Linked DNA regions of Mus musculus: region 1 is linked to region 2. The links are chromatin contacts, called in public HiChIP or PLAC-seq maps. All regions are on one chromosome and are shown on one strand. The core of a region is the stretch at or near the end of the contact, and the rest is flanking DNA. Distances in the headings are between cores, read along the strand shown.

Evidence for each region. HiChIP or PLAC-seq counts read pairs in DNA pulled down with a chosen protein or histone mark.
Region 1: an H3K4me3 HiChIP or PLAC-seq map of bone marrow-derived macrophages shows a contact between it and region 2, with 2.4 times the contacts expected there. The contact joins the promoter of Smad1 here to the enhancer-like site in region 2. A contact is called at or near these places in 5 of 484 Hi-C or Micro-C datasets (CD4 T cells, Th1 cells, forebrain and 2 more), 3 of 115 datasets of contacts at active chromatin or transcription factors (bone marrow-derived macrophages and embryonic stem cells) and 1 of 9 other capture datasets (adipose tissue).

The regions. Positions count from the first base shown.
Region 1 is chr8:79,398,120-79,401,098 of GRCm38.p6, reverse strand. Smad1 (SMAD family member 1) reads left to right here and starts at 1,671. Exons shown (of 7, transcript NM_008539.4): 1 at 1,671-1,846. It overlaps Gm51578 (a long non-coding RNA gene), which reads left to right. Exons shown (of 3, transcript XR_003947567.1): 3 at 43-389.
Region 2 is chr8:79,272,235-79,275,577 of GRCm38.p6, reverse strand. Mmaa (methylmalonic aciduria (cobalamin deficiency) type A) reads left to right here. Exons shown (of 7, transcript NM_133823.5): 4 at 1,304-1,474. Among named protein-coding and RNA genes, the nearest start is that of Mmaa, 21 kb to the left of the region's middle. Within about 2 kb of position 1,552, at least 7 of the 459 cell types and tissues checked have an H3K27ac peak or open chromatin away from gene starts, as enhancers often do. A contact at or near this core is called in bone marrow-derived macrophages, where this site is marked.

The DNA.
Region 1 (2,979 bases), core at 422-2,921, 130 kb before region 2:
GAATGTCTAATACTTGGTTGTTTTGTTTTGTTTTTGAGACAGGTCTCACAGAGGCCACGGTGGTCTTGAAGTTACTATATAGCCAAGGATGCCCTTGGACTTCTGACCTTGCTCCAGCCCAGAGGGTGGGCATTAGAGGCCAGCACCATCCCACCCGGTTTATTCTGTGCTGAGGATGGGACAGAGGCTCTCATTCCACCCTGGGAGGCAGGGGAAGTGCTTCTTTCCTTTTCTATGGCTGAGTAATGTTCCCATGTATGGATATACCTCACTCTTTTCATCTACAGAGGGTCTGTACAGGGGAGGGAAATGGCCCTGAGTGGCTTTAAGCCAGGCTCACTCCAACTGTTGCCCAAGGGACCAGAGAGCAACCAACTATGTCAAATGCTGCTTTTAAGGAAAATAAGATGAGATCCAAGAATTGACCAGTAAGTGCTCAAATAGTTTAATGAAGAAAGAAATTTAATTAGCAGGAATATTCTTATGTATAATTTATAAATGGCATTTTATGGGTTTATGGGATTTGTTGCATTTCCTTTGAATAATTAAATATGTAATGCAGATATAATACTTAAATAATTAATAAGAATTTTAAGTGGAGTGCTAAGCATGTAAAGGTACAGGAATAATTGGAGAGTGTCATTAATTTGTAGTGGCCTTTGGTATTTCTTTATATTGCGGGCAATGATTTTTTTCTTTTTTTGGTTTGTGGGGCATTTACTCCTAGAATAGTTCTTCTCTAAACATAACTCAACATTATGATAAGTGTTCAAGATTCCATGCCAACTTCCAGAAACTGACCAAGAAAAAAAGTTGATTGTTTCAAGAAGGTGTTTTTGGTGTCTGAACAGATCAGTAAGATGTGAGTTCCTTTGTGTGTGTGTGTGTATTTTTGTTTTGTGGGTTTTTTTGGGGGGGTGGGTGGGAATAGGGGCAAAACTGTTATCTAAAAGATTGCACCCAAATTTACAGTACTAAAAGGGTATTTCCCAGTCCAAAGCCAGTCTGGTCTGTAGAGAGAGATCTCATTTCCAGGCAAACAAGAAAGCAAGGAAGTTCAGTTGTAAAGTTCTTGTCCAGCATGCATAAGGCCATGGGTTCGATGATTCCCAGAACCTTATAAATAAAAATATGTGCAGCCCTGTAATCCCAGCACTGAGGATGTGGAGGCTGGAGGAAGAGAAGTTCAAGGCCTTTTCCCCTTCAAAGCGTGTTCGAGGTCATCCTGGGCTACGAGACCTTTTAACAAACATACAAATGGTTTCTGTCATTTGCCGCAGGAAGGGTACATACTGGAAATAAATGTATCTACCTAGTAGTTAACAGGTCAGCCAATTTGAGGCTCATGCTACATGAAGGGCCGGTAAATCACTGAGTCAGTGATTGCAGGGCCTTTAAAAATGCGTTTTTAGGACGACTGAGTGGGCTCGATGGTCGTGTTCGAGAACTTTTCAGAAAATAACACAGGCTTTGGAATTTGACTGGCAGCTAGGCAGGGACTAGAGTCAGAGGAAGGCGCGGGCCGGTAATTTGGAGAGGATCCCTAAGCGGCAGCGGGCGCGCGCGGTGCGCGTGTGAGCGAGGGCAAGCGGCAGGCGGGTTGTGCGCCGGGTATTGGCAGGCGGGCTGTGGAGGCTGGGCGGTTCCGACTGCCTGACGCCAGCGCGACCAGATCAATCCAGGCTCGGGGAGCGAGCGGGCGCACCAAGGCGAGGCCGGGGCCGAGGCGCGGGGACGGCGGCCCGGAGCTAAGCAGAGCGCGGGGACGGCGGCCGGGAGCGGATCGGAGCACGGGACCCGGCGCCGGGTCTCGTGCGTCCCTGCGGATGGGCGCGCCGCCGAGCCGGTAAAGCCGAGCGTACCCGAGCCGACTCGAGACAGACTTGTCCTGTGCCGCGCGGGGCGCACCGGGACAGGGACCAGCTCCAGGGGGGGATCCTGGGCGGGCTCCGGGGGGCATCCCGGGCGGGCTCCGGGGGAGGATCGGGGACAGGCTCCGAGGGGATTCTGGGCGGGCTCTGGGGTCGATCTGGGACGGGCTCCGGGGAGGATCCGGGAGGACTCGGGGGACCCGCGCTGAAGGAAATCTGGGACGAGCTCCGGGACGCAGTCCCCCCCCCCCCCCATGATGGCGCCTCGCGGCCGCGAACCTGCCGCCAGACCTCCCTGCCTCCCCGCGTCTTTGTCGGGCGTGTCCAGTTCTCCGGGGACCCCCGTTCCGCATCGGGCCGCAGCCCCATTGTGTCCCCGCCCCGGCCTGCGGACCCTCGCGGGGACAGCGCTGCGCTCAGCTCGGGTCTCCCTGGATGGACGCGCGCACCCCTGTGGGTCCCCACACAGCCTGATTTGGGGATCGGGGTTAAGGAAAGTTCGTAGCGTAGTTCCCTCTGATTTATTCAAAGGTCTGGCGGCCTCGCGTCTCCCCCCCCCCCCCCCCGCCCCCTTCCGCCTACACCCCCTGCGTCGCCCAGTGTCGCCTCATTCCTTTCCCTTTACCGGATTCGATTGCCTCACTGCGCGTTCCGAGCGCCGAGAACAACTGTTCTCGTCCAGACCGTCTTTGTTAGTGTTTCTGTCGCGGGGTGGGGGCGGTGGGCGTGAGAGCGCGGGCCTGTGCAGCCGCTTTGCGGACTGCGTGCGAAGGCTGCGGGGCCAGCGTCTCCCCGAGGTGCTCGGAGGAGCCAGGAGGGACCATCACCGGCTACATCCAGACAGTATGGTAGTCGCGGCTTTTGTTTATTCGGAGGCACATGTAGTTTTTCTAAATGCACGGTACAAAGTAATCCAGCCAAGAGCTTTCCATCTGAAAATCGCCGCCTATGCCACAGCCATCTAAGAGAGCATCGTTGTAGAATGCTTGTTGTCAACCCCTGGCCTCTTCCCCCTCTCTTGGGTTCCTGGGTGACATCTGAAGTTTTCAAAGCACGGACTGAAAGGAGTTGCTTGGTTTATGTAATGCCTTCCTGTTTTTGGAGCAGA
Region 2 (3,343 bases), core at 303-2,802:
AGTAGGAAAAGGTAGTAGTTTAAGGGTTTAATGCTTTCAGAATTTAAAGTATTGCTGTTTGCTCAAATACTACAATTAATTCAAAAAATATAACTAGTCCATTTCCTGGGTGTCAGTTGAGTACTACAGTAACCACTTTGTTTAGCATTCAGTGTACAGTAGCTTTAGGATAAGGTCATAGGCAGGGAATGCTGTAGCTAGAGCAAATTTTTCTCAACTTTGGTACTGGTGACACTTGGTGACACTGATGGCAAGTCTTCGTTGGTGGCAGCGATTTGTGGTATGTGGTGACTGTCCTATGGTGGTGCAGTAGCATCCTGCCCCGTTTGTGACAGGTGAAGCCATCTCTAGATACAGCAGATGCCTGTGGGGTGGGTGAGGGACGGACCCTGGTTGGAAACCATCACATGAAGGAAACGAAACAGATGCTGTGAACCTGAGATGTGCTGTAGGAAAGTCCCCATCCCGGTGCGCGCCATGGCGGTGAGGGGAGAAGTAACAGACTGGCATAAGGCTGATAAAATGCGACAATGGGGAGGAGAGCCTGTTCTTGGTAAAAAGGGAAAGGAGAGGGTCACCAAAGTTCTCTTATGTCCTCTAGGGTGTCAACAGATTGCAGAGCAGTTGCTGTGTACTGTACAGATTTACAGCAAAGGACATGTCATGAGAAAGTTCCAGAAAGACTCTGAAGGAAAAGACTTTAGTGTATGTAAGATAGATATGGTCTGTTATGTTACCAGGTTTTGAAGCACATGTTCCATTCCTGTGTAATGTCGTTTGAACCTCAGCATGACTTATTATTCCATTTATGTAAGAAAGGAAGGGTTTGGGAGGGTAAAAATAACACCCCAAAATGAAGTAGCAAGGACCCTGATTTGACCTCTTGTAAATTAGTGACAAGAGGACATACCAGATGTCCTAGTAGAACACCAGCAAGGACACAGCCACACTAATGTGGAGATAGCAGTGAAGAGACACAATGCTGGGCCAGAGGGTTGGCTTGGGCCTGGAATGCCGACATTGGTCAAGGAAGGTAAGGTAGGGATGTTGCCTGGAGCATCCAGGGCTTAGATTTGAACTTCCGGTCAATTCAAGGAGACCTTGTTGGTTTCCAGGAGCTTGAAATGATCCACTACTAACTTCAGTATGAGGATAGAGAGTGAGCTAGAGGAGAACTCAGTAATGTGGCATACACCTCAGGCTTGGGAAGAGATACCGTAAATCATGTCCTCTTGCAGTTTGCTGGTTGGTAATTAGCTCGTACAGCTCTTCCGTGATTGTAAAATGTAACTGTGTGTTTTAGGGTCCCTCTTAGGTGATAAAACCCGGATGATTGAGCTGTCAAGAGATATGAATGCCTACATCAGGCCCTCTCCTACCAGTGGGACTCTAGGAGGAGTGACAAGGACCACAAATGAAGCCATTGTGTTGTGTGAAGGAGGGGGCTATGACATCATTCTTATTGAAACCGTCGGTGAGTGTAATACTCTACTTCATAAGAGTCATGTACTTTCATAATGAGTGCTATTTAAAGATGACTAACAACTGACTTCATTTAGTTCACTCAGCAGATATGAACTATAATTAGATACAAGGTATTGCCCCACAGACAATGTGAGTACATGGGCTATGTTCCCTTCTCACAAGAGCCTGCCATGAAAAAGGTGAAAGTGAGCCCCGAGTCTGCAGAGCTGATATCTAAGCTGACATGTTCCGTGTGCCAGAGGCTAGTAAGCACTTGAATGACCGTGGGAAGTCAATCACAGCAGCACAGCACGCATGGGATCCTGGTGCTGGCTATTCCTCCGTAGCACAGTCATGTGCAGGACATCAAACGAAAACCCCAGCACTTCACACTCTTGCGGAGAGACAACCTTTTGGTTTACTTTGTGATGAATGTATATGATAGAACCCAAACCAGTGTTTGGGGGAATCAGTGAAGACTTCCTGGAGGAGGGAGGGTGGGATTTGATGGTAGGGGGTGAAGCATATTTGCACAGACACAGTGAGCAAACATGACTCCTTCAGAGAGGTGCAGCTTGCCTGATCAGGCCACTCACGGCATTTCGGGCAGAGACACTTGCAACAGGGGCCAGGGGAAGGTTTTCCTTATGTGCCCTGCCAAAGAGTTTTCATTTTCTCTGAAAGGAGTAGGAAGCTAGAACAAGGGAAGCCACATGTACGTTTGGAGGGAACCCCACAGCAGAATGAAGAATGATTAGAACATTTAGAGTGGAAGTGGAAGGCAGTTAAACTATGCTGTCAATCAAAGAAGGGAAATGGTGACTGCTACATCAAGTAAACAGGACCAGAGAGGAGGAAGTAATTCAGAAGCATGGACAGTGAGCTGGAGGACTCATGGAAGAGAGGAGGAAGGGAGCTTTCCAGAGCGGCAGAGAGCACTGTGGAAGATGGCAGGGAGGAGAACACATTGCTGTGACATCCTTCTTAGGTGTCCACGTGACATTGTTTTAGGAGACTGGGTGATAAATACAGACCTAACAACATGGGTCATAGTTCCACACCAAGTTATAAATTTTGTTTACATTAAGTGAAGGAAAGTGGGGGATAAAAATAGAACGTAGCCATATTGGTTCACTAGGATTATTGTCATAAATAGGGGCTGAGCAGCTTAGACCACGCCCATGTGCCTCTCACAGCTCTGGAAGCTGAGGGTCCAGCACCAGCAGGGTTGCTTTGTGTGCTCTCCTCCCTTTTTTTGCAGATGGCTTCCTTGTTGTGCCCTCACATGGACGCTCTCAGGATTACACACCCTGGTGCCTTCCTTCCCTTTCGTTAGCACCCCATCCTCATGACCTCATGTAACTCTGTAGAGCCTCATTTCCATCTGAGTTCTACTGAGTGCTGGAATTTCCATGATGGATCTGAAGACAGGTCTAACAGCCACCATTTAAGATTGAATGGAGAGGAGTCAGAGAAGAGGGCAATATAAAAGCCAAGTGTGTTATCTCAGAGTTGTGTATGGCTGCTTGTCCTAGAGACTCATGATAACAGCGACTCAGATAAAAGAGGGTTGCTGTCTTGTAAGTGAAGAAGCCCTGGGGCAGGTGCTTGAGAACAAATCTAGTTCTACACCTTCAGTCCTCAGGATGCCTCCATCCTTCACATGTAGTCTGCCTCAAGGTTGCTCAGGACTGGAAGGTGACTGGTGGAACTCTGACTGTCCCACTGGGTGGCAGACAGAAGGAAGGAGAGGGAAGAGGCACACCCGGCTGACGTGCCTTCTTCAGATGACCTGCCTGCAGTCCCTCTCTGCCTACCTTTACTATCACTCTCTGCTCAGATGCCTGACAGGACACCTCACCATGTCGGTTTGACTTGG